3 separate regions of the Mus musculus genome follow, and all the other regions are linked to region 1. Evidence: chromatin contacts called from public Hi-C and HiChIP or PLAC-seq data. All regions are on one chromosome and are shown on one strand. The core of a region is the stretch at or near the end of the contact, and the rest is flanking DNA. Distances in the headings are between cores, read along the strand shown. Region 1 holds the start of Traf3ip3 (TRAF3 interacting protein 3). Region 2 holds the start of Cr1l (complement component (3b/4b) receptor 1-like). Region 3 holds the start of Ppp2r5a (protein phosphatase 2, regulatory subunit B', alpha).

Region 1 (4,697 bases), core at 853-3,352:
TCACCTCACAGAATCTATACAACAAACACAGATCTTGTCTACCGTGAACCCTTCTTATACAGAAAACCGAGATTTTTATGTCTAAATGACACTCCACCAACAAGGCCCACACAGACCCCACAGAGGGCTGAGTGCCTGATCTGCCACAGATGTGGACTGCAACTAGCTCCATGTAGCATAGCAGACAACCTTGTAAATGTAGGGGATGAATACTATTGCTCCCACCCAATGACTGGATGTTGGACCACCTCTGAGATGTGTGGACATCTGATTTAAAAGTGACCAGCAAAATCCTTGAAAGACTAAAGAGCAAAGTCTTCGAAAGACTAACAACAGTTTGCCTACCCCAGACCTCCTGACAGACTCAAGGTTTGTCAATCAGCTTTCCCTCGCCTTAACAAACTCCCCCAAAAAATAAGTTATGAAGAGAGAAGTTTGGAAGGTTCATTCCATGATCAGTTACCTCAGACGTTTCCAGGCCTGTGATGAGGTGAACAGCAGAGCAGAACTTCGTGATAGGGCAAAAGCTCACCTCATGACTAGAAAGTAAAAAGTGGAGAGAAGAGCCTAGATGGACTCTCCCCTCTGAGGACACACTACCAACAGTCTAACTGCCTCCCAATAAGCCCATTCCCAAGATTCTAGCACCTTCCAGCAGTGCTGAGGTGGGGAGCTAGGCTCTGAGATGTGGAACTTTGGGGGATCCAAACCACAGCATATAGATAGATAGATAGATAGATAGATAGATAGATAGATAGATACCACTAGTAGACTAATAAAAGTACCTGGAGCTTTATTCTAGAATAAATTACTTGGGCTGGTAATGCACTCATGTATTCATGCACCCATGCACTCATGCACTCATGTACCCATGTACTCATGAACCCATGCTATGTGACTTTGAACTTGCATTAACATTAGTCCCAGTAGCATGAGTATAGCACCCAAAGAGTACCCAGCCATAGATAAGAATTTGATCTCTGTATACATTTCTATATAGTTTTTAATAAAGTCCAAAAGGATCTATGGCAATTCTGATACAATCTCCTGTCTCCCTGTGTTCTCGGGTATTTCTCACCCTAGGAGCCTCCTTGGTCTGGGTTCTAGTATAAGAATCTGGCCTGCGTGCTTCCTTCCTGCCTACTTCTTGACTTTTTCTCTTAAGAGAATGAGGAAATAGCAGTCATGAAGAGGACTGTGATAAGTTCTCCATGTTAACAAAACTTATCCTAGCTACTTGAATATATCATTATCTGCCTCACACCTGCTTCATACCTGTCTCACACCTGCCTCACACCTGTCTCACACCTGCCTCACACATTTCGAACTGTATAGTCTCCATACTGAGTGGCTTGTTCAGAAGGTTGCAGAGCAGTCCTTGAACTTGTACAAACTCAGTTTCCTGTTTATCTATCCTGAGTTGCTCTGGGATTTCCCATTTGTAAGTTTCTTTTTAATGTATCAGTTCTCTTTAATTTTTCCCAAAATTTCTTAGTTCAATTCACTGGGATTTTTCAGATTCTTTTGGCTACCTGCCTTCTGCCCTCTAGCCCTCCATATTTCACCCCTCCACACTGCCTCATAAAGACATGAATCCAGGATGCCCTCAAGGATCTGGAACTCCACAAAACACACAGATCCTTCAGACCACAGGAGACTCTACCCAATGCCAGTATTGGGAAAAAGAGACTCCAAACAGCTAGATGGTATGAGAAACATCCCTCCTGGGTCTTACCACAGAAGTGGCAAGGTATAGATATGGCCCAGAATTCATCCCTGTGTAGTCCTAGAAAAACATTTTTTTTTAAACAGGGTTTCATGTAGCTCAGGCTAGCCTTGAACTCAATATGGATGATCTTGACCTCCTGGTCCTCCTGCCTCTACTTCCTGAATGCCGGGGTTTCAGGTCTGGCTTTTAATGCTGGGGGTGGAGTCTAGGGCTTTGTGCTTGCTAGGCAAGTAAGCACTCTACCTACCGAGCTACAGCACCAACCAGAGGAAGTGAATACTGGGCTGAAACTGCCAGAGAGCAGACCAATCAGGTAGTTGGAGAGTGGGTGCCTGGGTGGACTTCCTCACCAGCCCTGGAGGCCCCAAGAGTGCAGGGGCCCTCTCAAATTGCTAAGGGCAAGGAGAGGAACTGAGGTTTGTGAACACTGTGGCTTGTGTTTCCTGTTTCAGCATGCTGCTGTGCGAAAATAACGTCAGTATAAGAAGAAAATGGTGAGGGGGTTTAGAAACTTCTTCAGAAACTCGGCTTGACAGCTTCCCCAGCCTTCTGAGACCAGAGAGACCTAGAAAGAAAGGGCTGAAGGCTCTCCTGAGACACTTGAGACAGAACCTGGGACTTGAGGTAACTGTGGAGGAAGATGCTTTGGGATCTTGGTTTGGATCTGCTGACTTAGGGTGGGGCAGAATACGCTCTGCCATGCCAGCCTCCTGCGTAGCAGCAGGTGGTAGAATGTACTCGATGGGGCTTGTATGACAAAAAAACATCCTGTGCTAGAGACCTCAGGCAACCACAGGGTATGGCTCCCAGCTCTGCTCCGTCTGATGGCTTCGGTTAGGTGTGAGTTGCATGGCTTGGTGTTGGTGTGCTCTGCATCCATAACACAAATTAAATGACTTTTCCCAATCCCTTCAATGTAGGGATCCCTGTAACAGGCTCTTCAGCTCCCGCTGAGAACTCTGAACTAAGAAGGCCAGATTCGTGTAGGAAGCCACCCATCATCTCCTCTGCATACACAGCCAGGAGGTAGGTGCAAAACTGTGGCAAGTCAACATGTCTGTAGTTGAGGGGCAGTGTGCTGCTGTCTTCCTGTGCAGGAAGGAGAGCCTTCCCTAGCCAGTACTAGCCCTTCCTCCGAGCTCTAACTAGGCCCTTTCATGTTGGCCAGGGGTACCTCAGAAACTACAGAAATCCTGGGCAGTGGCCTTGTGACCTTTTTCTGAACTACAGGACCAGTTCCTTTTTTTCTATAGCCTGTCCCTGTCCATCAGACTTTCCATAGCCTACTTGCGTTAAAGCAAGCCAGGATGATCCCACCATCCTAGAAGGCTGTGTGGTTCCATACAGGTGTCACGCCACACCCCAGGAGGTGTAGAAGGCTATGGGTTTGGAGACACTCCTCTCTCTAGGGAGCCATTCCTATTGCAACTTCCTAAGCATTAAGACCTAATGATGCAGAGAGTAAAATAGCCATATTTCAGTGGCCCTACAGACAATAGATGGAGAACAGGAAGAGACATCCTCACAGACCTGTTCTCAACCCCTCAGACCTTTCTTCTTCCCGTCTGGAAGGTAGGGAACCTGGGAGCTCCCTCTGGTAAGTCCCACAGTGGGGAGCCTAAGCCCTCACACTTATAATGGCATCTCCTTTCTTCACCTACCTGTTCTTTGACTTCCTGTCTGACCTAATTGAGTTGATGATTACATCCAGACCACACAGAAGTGTTTTGTCCTTGTAACCCAAACTCAGAGACTACAGGAACCACAGTAAAATTATTCCAAGATGGAGCTACAAGCCCTGTTCAGAACTGAGAGTGGGAGTAGGGGAGTCAGAGGGCAAAATTGATCATTCTCTGTCCTACAGTCTGGCGTTCCCTGGGGCATTTGATTCACAGCACCAAGTTTTCAGTATTCAGCGCCAGCCATGATAACTACAATATTTTTATATCTATTATTTTTAAAAGGCTGTCGCTTATCATATGCCATGTGGTAGGTATATGGTGTGGGTGTTGGGTGTTGTCTTTTAAGGTTCATGCCCCTTCAAGGGAAGTTTTAGCCCCATCTTATAAATAAGAACACTGAGGCTTAGCAACCCCCCCCCCCCCACACACACACACATACCTGTTTGGTGGGTATTGACAACCTAGAAGTGAGTCACAGTCTGGCCCCAAAGCAAGGGTTCCCCTCCTTCAGTGAAGACAGAATAATCGGGTGCTGTGGCTTGAAGATGCACATGTATGTAATTCCAAGTCTCCTCTATATATTCATTTATGACAAAACACAAGTAGGCTTTTTGGCTCATTTTCTACATAATTCAATAAACAGGGTGACATGTGGCAGATCTAGGGAGCCCCACAGAGGGAGAGTGGGAAGAAGCCTGAGAGAAAGGCAAACAACACCTCAGTCCTTGGGGAAAGCTCTGCCCAAGGCAGAGAGTGTCCCTCCAGTCCTCTAGAGTCAGATAATTAAAAGTATACAGGACTTAGTCACACAAGAGCCCTCCAGAGAGTGAGATTGCCCAGCAACAGCCATGTGAATGAGTACTGTGACCAGAGGGAGAATAGGAAGCCTGCACAGGACTCGGTCTTGTGCTAGGATAGGCATCAAAGTCCCAACAAAGAAACACAGGGACCTCTCTTCCTGCAGAGTCTGTGCAGCCTATAAACATGAGGGGTCAGTGTTTGCAAAACCATGGAGGAACTGAATTCCTGGGCAGTGGGATAATCAGGTCATAGAGAAGAGGCAGCGGCTGTGACGAGGACCTTCCTCCATCACCACAGTCTGACCCCAGAGGGTATAGGAGGCAGGGTACAATCTCTGATGGCGGGGTGTAGTTCATCTGAGTCCAGCCCTGGTTCCACCAGGCTACCAGAGCCCAAAATAAGTCTAGCCAAATCCATAGCTGATGGGTGAAGATGAGGGTTTGGGGCACTATATGGATGCCAGGCAAGGCCACCTAGAGGGGCAT
Region 2 (4,697 bases), core at 919-3,418, 1.9 Mb before region 1:
GAGTCCAGAGATGGTCCCACCCTCAAGGGGCCTTCCCCCTTGATCACTAATTGAGAAAATGCCTCACAGCTGGATCTCATGGAGGCACTTCCCCAACTGAAGCTCCTTTCTCTGTGATAACTCCAGCCTGTGTCAAGTTGACACACAAAACCAGTCAGTACAGTCCCTTACAGTAAGACCAGTTGTCACTAATTCTTCGTTTTTCACTAGCCACACTCAGCGTTAGAGCAATGGAGGCAAAATAATAGAGAATTGAAATTTTTGTTGTTCTGTCCAATAAGTACTGTAAGTGAAGGTGTATATAAAATGGTGACTGTAAGGATGGAGCACAAACTTAATCTAGCAAGAGACCAGTTGTGGCAGGTCTATGGGTTTGCAGACACTGTGAAATGGAGATTTTGAGAATCAGGACACTGGGAGTGAACCAGAAGGGTAGGACTTGTGGTTAAGAGGGATAGTTAAGCTCATGGAGAGGACACAGTTATAATGACAGTTCTAGGATATTCTCATGAGCCTTGGTGGCATAGTAGAGTGGAGGACAAGATCATAGGCAAAGATAATTTAAGGAACGGTGAAGCCAAGCATGTGGAAAAAAGTTTCTGTAATCTTTGAAGCCAATGAGGAGTGAGAGAAGAGGAGCATTGTTGGAAGTAAATATCAGCCAGGAGCTAAACCCATCAAGGACTCAGGGAAGAAAGTGGATGCTAAAATGTAACCTCCAAACAATGTGGGGATAGCAGTGTATTCTGATAGCATATGGTGCAAGAAAGTATACTTACCTGCAATATAACTTCTTCCATACTTTTTCGAGAATAACTTAAATTCTAAATCCAAAGTGCTAGCAGGACTGGTTCCATATGAAAGCTTCGGGGAAGAATCTGCTTATTTGTTCCACATTTTAGAGGCTGCTATCATTTGCTCTCTGGAGGCAGCAACTTTGATCTCTGCCCTCATTGTTCTTCCTCTCTGATTTAGGACTATGTTCCTGTAAGGTTCCTTAGGGTTATTAAGCCCACTTTGGCAGACAGGATTACCTCCCCACTTAAATGTTCTTGATTTAATTTAATTAGCCATTTCTTTTCCTGCCGTATAAAGTACCTATCACAGGTTCTGAAAACAGAATGTGGACATGTTTGTTCGCATGTCCTATTTCTCTCTTGGAATATTTGAGTTCTTAATTCTATTCCCCAAACTTGGCTCTTTATATTTGTTATTTCTAGAAGCACTACCACCAATCTCTGAGTAGGGCTCTCTCTCTCTCTCTCTCTCTCTCTCTCTCTCATTAGTATTAAGAAAGGAATTAAAATTCAGTGCAAATCCTGTTTATTCCATTTCTGAAAACTTATTAATTGTTCATCTGCCATCAAATCTCACTTGGATGATGGCAAGGCCTGGCTTCGCTCCCTGATTCATTACTGCACTATCCTGGTCTAGGCTGAATAGCACTGACATGGTTGTGAACAAAAACTTCCGGAAAGAAACTGCGTCTGACTGTGAAAGGAAATTCCTGAAAGTTAACTGTTTCTGCAAAGACTATTGGCTGATTAGAATTTCAGTACTCTGGAGAGATTGCAATTTTGCTGGTCCAGAGACCAATAATTACCTTATCTTGGGCTAAGTCAGAACTAACATCATGATACAATAGATACAAAACAAACAAACAAACAAACAAACAAAACCACAAACAACCTTTTAGAATCTACTGACTTATCAGGCAACTAGCTTCTACCAATACAAAAGCCGAGTGCCATTAGAGTCATCCTGAGCCTATAGAAAAGCTTCCACTACCTGCTTCTTGTATGTACCCAACAATATATTTTAAACTTGCCTTAATTTGTGACTTTCTCTGCTCTGTAAAACCACAAAAACTTTATGAAACTGCTTCCATGAAATTTGGGGTGACCATATCATTGTTCCAGGGTCATGATCACTCAAAATGGCTTCAGAATAAACTCCTAATCCTTTTAAGATGAGAGCTATGGTTTTTACCTTTCATTTTTTGTTTCCAGCGGCACGTTACATCCGAATTCATCATAAGGAAATAGGTTCTTACTGTATACTAGACAGGGTATGCAACTGTCAGCTCACTGTTGCAGATTAGGGTTAGGCTCCACCCTTGCAGATTTTTAAAAGGAGTAAGGCCGGGCTATATGCAAACCGAGTTCCCATAATGCCTTGTTTTCTTTGGAGTCGAAGGTTCCTGCAAGTGGAAAACTTCCTGGAGCTGACCTACTAGGTATTGAACCAGTTTCTGCATTGCTGAATCAATCTCCCAAGGGTAATTCCACAGAAATCCCAGGGGCTTGGAGTAAACAAGACCGCGCCTAGCCCAGCTAGAGGAAGTTTTATTCCGGAACCCAGCGCCATTTCTGGGTGGGACTGCTTTCTACACCATTTGCCGTAAAACGTTGTTTGAGAACGGTGTGAGGGGAATGGAGGTCTCTTCTCGGAGTTCAGAGCCTCTGGATCCGGTGTGGCTCCTTGTAGCCTTCGGCCGGGGAGGAGTCAAGCTAGAAGTTTTGCTGCTGTTCTTGCTGCCATTTACTTTGGGTGAGCTGCGGGGAGGCCTGGGGAAGCACGGACACACGGTTCACCGGGAACCCGCGGTAAATAGGCTCTGCGCAGACTCCAACGCTGGTCTGGGCTGCCTGTGAGTGCTCAGCGCCCCTTTCCCATGGGTGAGCGTGGGGCGCCCTCTACCCAGATCTTGGGTCGTACGCAGCCGGCAGGAACGCGTGGTCTCCCAGCTGCTTGTCTTTATTAGCTGTACGCTGTGCTTTTCTGTGCTGAATGTAGTGAGAGAAACGGTGTGGGGAGCAGGGGGTTGCAGGAATATTGAGAGATGCAATTTCTAATCCTAGAATTTGGTTATGAGGAAAGTTAATATTTTTGTGTTTCCTTATCTGTGAAATGGAGATATTGATGTCTTTCGTGGTATTGGTATTTAATAGGTGCCATCAAATATCTAACCCAATTTCAGCTCCTTAATTTATTTCTATCTTGAGACATTCCCTATGCACTTTCTCCGAAGGCCTAGACAAACAGGCCCAGGGATACAGTTTTCACACAGTGAGACTGTGTACTTTATCTCCCACCCCAAATCCTCATTAACTCCCTTGAGCTTCCACTTTAAGGAAGGTCCTTCCACTCCCACTCCAAGGTAAGATTTGAAAAGCTAGCAAGCCTCAAGGTGCAATGAAATATTTGCAAGTAGAAAAGACTGTAGAATTTACATATTAAATTTTACTGATGGTTAAGAACAAAATAGAGTGCCCATTTTACCCACCATGAAAGTTCTAATTTCCCTTTCCTTTCTCCTTAATCAGAACTTTCTAAGAGAAAGACTTCCTTGAAGTCTTTTGCATTGTTTGTTTTTTATTGTATTTCCAAAGTTAAATGAAAATGATTTTTTTCCAACATATAGTTATTGGTTACATATTATTTGACTCTCTCTGCCACATAATTAATGCTGCTAAGACTTAAAAGAAAATAACTGAGTCTAGAAGTTAAATCAAAATATGTATTGGAAAGTACATTAACAAAATGAAATGCAGTTTCATTTTTTAAATTATATTATTTTTTCCCCGTTGACCATAGTACTGATCCATTCCTGAGTGCCAGAGAGGAGGATCATGCATGGTCCATTGTAGCTAGCTGGAGAACTGAGAGTATGAGGGATGATGCAAGTTCTTTTATCCAATGTAATGTTGCTGTGTCTCATTCAACAGGTCACTGCCCAGCCCCATCACAGCTTCCTTCTGCCAAACCTATAAATCTAACTGATGAATCCATGTTTCCCATTGGAACATATTTGTTGTATGAATGTCTCCCAGGATATATCAAGAGGCAGTTCTCTATCACCTGCAAACAAGACTCAACCTGGACGAGTGCTGAAGATAAGTGTATACGTGAGTAACTGCAGAAGAGGCTCCTTTGTGCCAAATAGTAGAGTCGGCCTCAGTTTGTCTGGATTTTAGATTATGACTCATTATTAGTAATCTTATCTAAGGTATATAGTACATGTGGATCATCATTCTTGTCAGTCAAGTCTTTTTAACTGTGATTCTGTCTTCTCAATTGTTAATAAATTTAATAAGAATGATTGTCACAGGGCATGCTTAAGAGAAAATATCATCAGAATATTTCACTTAGGGTGTCTAACTTTGCACAAGTGTCATTAAGTAATGATTCTGAAACAAAGTGTATTTAATAACTAAGAGATGAAAAATGTTCAGACTTTAAGGCCAATAAATTAGAATACTTAGAAGAATGCTTCATGTTTTAGGGAGCCACTGTGTGAAAATAAGAAAAAACTTGGATGAGAGTTCTTTTGGAAGCTAGTGTCTGATGAATTTCCCCAAAGTGGCAAAAACTTTGAAGTATTACAAATATATATATTCTACAGTAAGTTATAATCAGGTTAGAAATTCATAAACTACAGAAAGTTCAGTTTACTGTACTTGGTTCCAAAATTCTGTTTCTTTTTCATAGGAAAACAATGTAAAACTCCTTCAGATCCTGAGAATGGCTTGGTACATGTACACACAGGCATTCAGTTTGGATCCCGTATTAATTATACTTGTAATCAAGGGTGAGTTGGCAACAACATCTCTTCATTCAAGAGTTCTGGAATAGCAGTACTACTTTCTAGTCAAATCTCAGGAAAGACATCTAATCTATTACTTCCTTATTTGGTT
Region 3 (4,697 bases), core at 862-3,361, 1.8 Mb after region 1:
ATTCTTAGTGGGGTTTGTGCCTGGCAAGTCAGGAGTCAGACTGAATTTGAACTCTATTCTGTAGGTACCAGGCAATAAGACAAAGAACTACATGCAACTAAGGAAAAGCTGAGAACTGGAGAGACAGTCTTTCCCAGGGAAGAGCACACTAAGTGGTTATCTAATCCCAAATGGTCACCCCTGAAACATACACATACAGGTAACATTATAAGGATAGAGGTTTTATTTATATACTTAGCAATATATCTATCTTTCTATACATACATACATACATATATACATACATAAACAATTAAAGAAAAAGAGACTATGAATTTGAAAGATGCAAGAACGATGGTTTGGAGGGAAGGGAGAAATGATCTAATTATATTATAATCTGGAAATATATGTAAAAATGGCCTTTTGAAAGGCCAGCTGGCAGTGATCTTGAAACCCTTGAATTATGATGGGTGGATCATTTGCAAATTGTTAAAATAAAAAGCTTTGAACATTATGAGCTAGTCAACTTAATCTGATTGGATGAGAAAGGTCTTTTAGTTGTTGTTGCAATCTGAGCCTCTTTGACTGGGAAGGCTGTATACAACTTTTTATTTTTTATATTTAATTTTATATTAGAAATTTCATACAAGTCTTTTCTGTACATCAAACATATTCCCCTTCCATTAATCCCTTTAATTCCCTTGGACAACTTCTTATGCTTAGCTTTTATTTCGCAAATTCTTGATTTAATGTACCTATGTAAAATCTAGGAATCGCAAGCAAAAGGAAACAAGATATTTATGTTTTTGAAACTGGCTTATTCAGCCTAATATGATTATCTCCAGTTGGACCTATTTTCCTACATGTTATTTCGTTCTTTATGGTGGAAAAATATGTGTATACACACCATATTTCCGTTATACATTCTTCTGTTGTTATATAATTTGGTTAAGCAAATGTTTTGAGTGTAGGTTTAGAACTCTACTTTTGCATACTTCTCGATCCTCCTCAAGCATTAGGCCAGCCTACTTAACCTCCGTTTTTATGTCAAAAGGAAAAGGTGTGGGACTTGCAGAAGAGACTGCAGAGCAAAGGGGGCACTATGGGCAGGCGGGATCACTTTCTGTTGAAGCATCATACGGATGCCCAAAGCTAACATGAGCAGTTCTTGGCTTTAAATATAAAACTTAGACGGAATCTCTTAGGAAGAGATTCCCCAAATCAGCTAATCTGAACTTGACTACAGATGACTGAAGGGCCTCAGCAGAAGAGGTTAAACTTGGGCTAAGTTCGAAACGGGAAACTTCTTTTCAGAGGGCCTAGACTTGCAGAGCTCTCTGAAGTGGTAGAGACGAGCTTGCCCAAACCCCACGCGAGATCAGCGATCAGCGAACCGCGGCGCCAAGACCTCGGGAGCTACAAATGGACTCCCCAACCACCAATTACGCGGTTTAGGACCGGAGAGGAGAAGGCCCGCCCAAGAACGTAGCCCCGCGCTCCGATTGGACAAGCTCATTTCTCTCCCGGGGCTCCTTCGCCTGTCAATCACGTTGCTCTGACACGACCTTGGCCCCGCCCCCGTTCGACTGACGCAATGCTTGGTGTTCTTGGGCACCCCGGCCCTCGCTTCATGTTCTCATTGGTAAGCAGGGCGCAAAGAGAGGGAGGACGCTCTTCTGCTTTCTGAGCTGCCTGTGTAGTTTCCCTCTTAACGCGCTGTCTGGAGAACAATCCCAGCCTGGAGCCTAGCGCAGGCGTACACAAGAGCCGACAGCGGCGCGGCGTTTCCCCTTTCTCCCTCCCGAGAGCTTTCCTTTACAGTTGTGACGCACAAGGCACCCCGCTCACTGCCTTCACTTGCGATTGGTTGTGGCCCGCGTCTGTCACGTAGCCCCTCCCTCCCACCCAGCTATGGACTCTTGATAGACAGCCGGGAGGCCACGCCCCCACCCCCGTCTGCCGCTTAGCCCTGCGATTGGCCGAGGGCACTGGCATGCTTTCCCGCCCCGGCCCCCTCCGGAGACTCCGGAGGCTAGTGGGACCCCGCGGAAGTTGTCAGTCAAACTCCTTCCTCCACCCCCCGCGAGGACCTCCCCCGGGCCGCGGGAGCGCGCACGCACGCGCACCGAGTCCCCCCTCACCCGAACCAGCCACCCTCTCAAGTTGTAGCAGTTGCTTCCCGGGCGTGCTCCGTGGGCGGCCGGTGGGCGCGGGAGGCTGAGCGAGGGCGACGCTCCAGGGATCCAAGGATCCAAGGATCGGGGTACGGGTGGCCGCCCCGGGCGATGAGGGGCCATCGCTGACAGGAGAACGAGCGCTCGGCAGCGGCTCGCGCGGACCCGCGATGGAAGCGCCCCGGGAGGAGGCTCCCGGCCGGGCGGACAGCGCGGGCGGCAGCCGCTGAAGACCTGTCCGGACTCCGCGCGCTAAGGGGCCGCGAGGCGCGCCCGGCGTCCGCACCCGCGCGCTCGCCCCAGCCGTCCAAACTTCGGGCTCGCCTCCGCCCGCCCTCGTCGCCGGGCGTCAGCAACTTGTGCGGCCCGCGCGCCCCCGCCCTCCCCTCCGCCAGCCCCGGGAGGCGGCCGCGCGGCGCGGGGATGCGGCCGTGAGGCGCTGTCGGGTGAGGAGCAGCTCGCGGAGCGCGAGGGCGGCGCGGCCGGGGCCCGGGGCGCAGGGGCGCAGGCCCGCCGTGCCCGTCCCCCGCCGATTGCCCGGGCCAGCCGCCGCGGGAGGCGCCGATCGCCCGGGTCGCCGAGATGTCGTCGCCGTCGCCGCCCGCACCAGTTGCCTGCGCCGCCATCTCGGCCTCGGAGAAAGTGGACGGCTTCACCCGGAAATCGGTGCGCAAGGCGCAGAGGCAGAAGCGCTCTCAGGGCTCGTCGCAGTTCCGCAGCCAGGGCAGCCAGGCGGAGCTGCACCCCCTGCCCCAGCTCAAAGGTAACCCCCGGCCGCCCCTGGCCCGCGCTCCCGGGGCAAGCCCTACTCCCCTTCCCACCTGCGCGCTTGCCCCGCCTGCCCTTGCCTTGGCGATTTCAGGGTCCCCAGAGGTACCTGCGCTCCCTTCCCTCGTCCAGTCTTTCGACTCCCTGCCTCGCTGAGCCTCAACCCTGGTTTTCTCCAAGCTTAGCTAGTTCTTCTCTTTCTCTGTTTGTCCCTCAGTTGTCACATCCAGGGTCCAAACAAACTGCTGCCGAGTTAGCTGGCCTTTAGACGTAGCTATATAGAACTAGCTTAAAACCGGGACCAGGTGACAGATCTTACTGTCTCGTTAGACGTAAATGTTATACCTCAGAAGACCTCGATTGTCTTTGGAGAGGTTATGAAGGAAGAGTAATTTCTTTGCCGTGGAACGGGAACTTGGTTAGCGCGGCTATGCTTCCAAGGACTTTGTAAGGTTTTGTAAGTAATTCAGATTGGTATCCGTGCCTAATGCCTCGCAGGAGTGCTTGGCACTCCTTTTGGCTCTCTTTTCTCACCCGGTTTGGAGGCTTTTCATGAGTTGTTTACTGGCGTTCTTGCTTATTCTTTGAGAATTACTGGCTTTTAATTTAATAATTTTACGTCTTTGCATTTTATGAGCTAGATGTCATTAATGGAAAAGATGTTTATGTTCCTAGATATTTAAGAAATTCTTTGCAACCTGATAGAAACCTAGAGAATGAGTCACAAGGCCAAGAAATAAAAGAAAGGCTCATGCCAAAATAGATAAATGATCAGCAGATTTTTCAATTCTTTTGACAAAGATCCAGCATCCCTTTCAAGGCCAATCTGGTTGTGATTTGTCTTTGAGTCTATGAATCCTGACTTAGTTTGGCAAGGAGTGTAAAGAAAACCCTAGATCAAATCAACAGTTGACCAGCAACAGCTTGGAACCCCATTTAAACTCTACATCTGCCTCTCGGGGTGCTTCTGAATTAAGGATATACCACTGGTAGAATCACACAGACTTTTGAAAATAGTTTATGTTAGGTGTGTGGTGTCTCATTTGTTGCTTTATTGCTCTTTACCATACTAGAATTGTTCAAATTGATACAGCACTGTCAGTGGAGTGCAGCCATAGCCTAAAATAACTCTGTCCTACCTGTTAGGATAGTGAATTGCTACTCAGAGGTTTAAGCTTTTATACTTAATTAAGAGTTATTTTATCCTTTGTTTTTCATTAGTTTATCCTGTTAATTTTAGTTTGAAGTCTCGATACTAGCATTTTTCTTATGTATCTAATTTGCTAACGTGGTTTTCTTCTTCTTAGTGTTGTACTTCTTAGTTCCTCTGCTAGTAATTGAATTTTAAACATCTGGTTAGTCTTGAGATGCCTCTGTAGTAGATTTTGCCTTTAAGACGGACAGAAATCCACAGAATCAGTAATCAGACTCAAAGTTACCTGATGTTTGGTTGAAGATGTAGCAGGAACTGCCAATGTTTTCACATACAGAATTTGGTCAGTAGTAGAAAGAAATTGAAATTTGCGTGTATAGTGTTCCCCATAAGGTATTATTCATGATAAACTGATGCAGATTCGATTGAGGAAGTAAAACTTTTTACTTGAAAATAAAATCCTCAGGAAAAACTGCTTTAAATCCAGTTGTCAAAATGCTTGAAAAGTGATTTTTTTTTTTAATGGAGTTGTCTTACTTGGTGCTTTGGCAGTGCCCTTGATACCACCGTGTTGAGAGTTTTTTCTGTCAGTAGTATTTTCCCCCAGTTGTGGGTTTTAGCAA

Evidence for each region. A called contact is a pair of places that touch in the nucleus more often than the background predicts. HiChIP or PLAC-seq counts read pairs in DNA pulled down with a chosen protein or histone mark.
Region 2: a contact with region 1 is called in an H3K4me3 HiChIP or PLAC-seq map of pro-B cells, with 4 times the contacts expected there. The contact joins the promoter of Cr1l here to the promoter of Traf3ip3 in region 1. A contact is called at or near these places in 1 of 39 promoter capture datasets (embryonic stem cells) and 2 of 115 datasets of contacts at active chromatin or transcription factors (large pre-B cells and pro-B cells).
Region 3: a Hi-C map of B cells shows a contact between it and region 1, with 8 read pairs. The contact joins the promoter of Ppp2r5a here to the promoter of Traf3ip3 in region 1. A contact is called at or near these places in 1 of 39 promoter capture datasets (pre-B cells), 2 of 484 Hi-C or Micro-C datasets (B cells and CD4 T cells) and 1 of 115 datasets of contacts at active chromatin or transcription factors (thymic regulatory T cells).

What each region holds. Positions count from the first base shown.
Region 1 is chr1:193,198,951-193,203,647 of GRCm38.p6, reverse strand. Traf3ip3 (TRAF3 interacting protein 3) reads left to right here and starts at 2,102. Exons shown (of 16, transcript NM_153137.4): 1 at 2,102-2,353; 2 at 2,650-2,755.
Region 2 is chr1:195,129,041-195,133,737 of GRCm38.p6, reverse strand. Cr1l (complement component (3b/4b) receptor 1-like) reads left to right here and starts at 2,168. Exons shown (of 10, transcript NM_013499.2): 1 at 2,168-2,550; 2 at 3,729-3,908; 3 at 4,492-4,591. The coding sequence starts at 2,433. Gm32313 (a long non-coding RNA gene) reads right to left here and starts at 2,294. Exons shown (of 3, transcript XR_865921.3): 1 at 780-2,294.
Region 3 is chr1:191,394,455-191,399,151 of GRCm38.p6, reverse strand. It overlaps Ppp2r5a (protein phosphatase 2, regulatory subunit B', alpha), which reads left to right and starts at 2,111. Exons shown (of 13, transcript NM_144880.4): 1 at 2,111-2,916. The coding sequence starts at 2,736.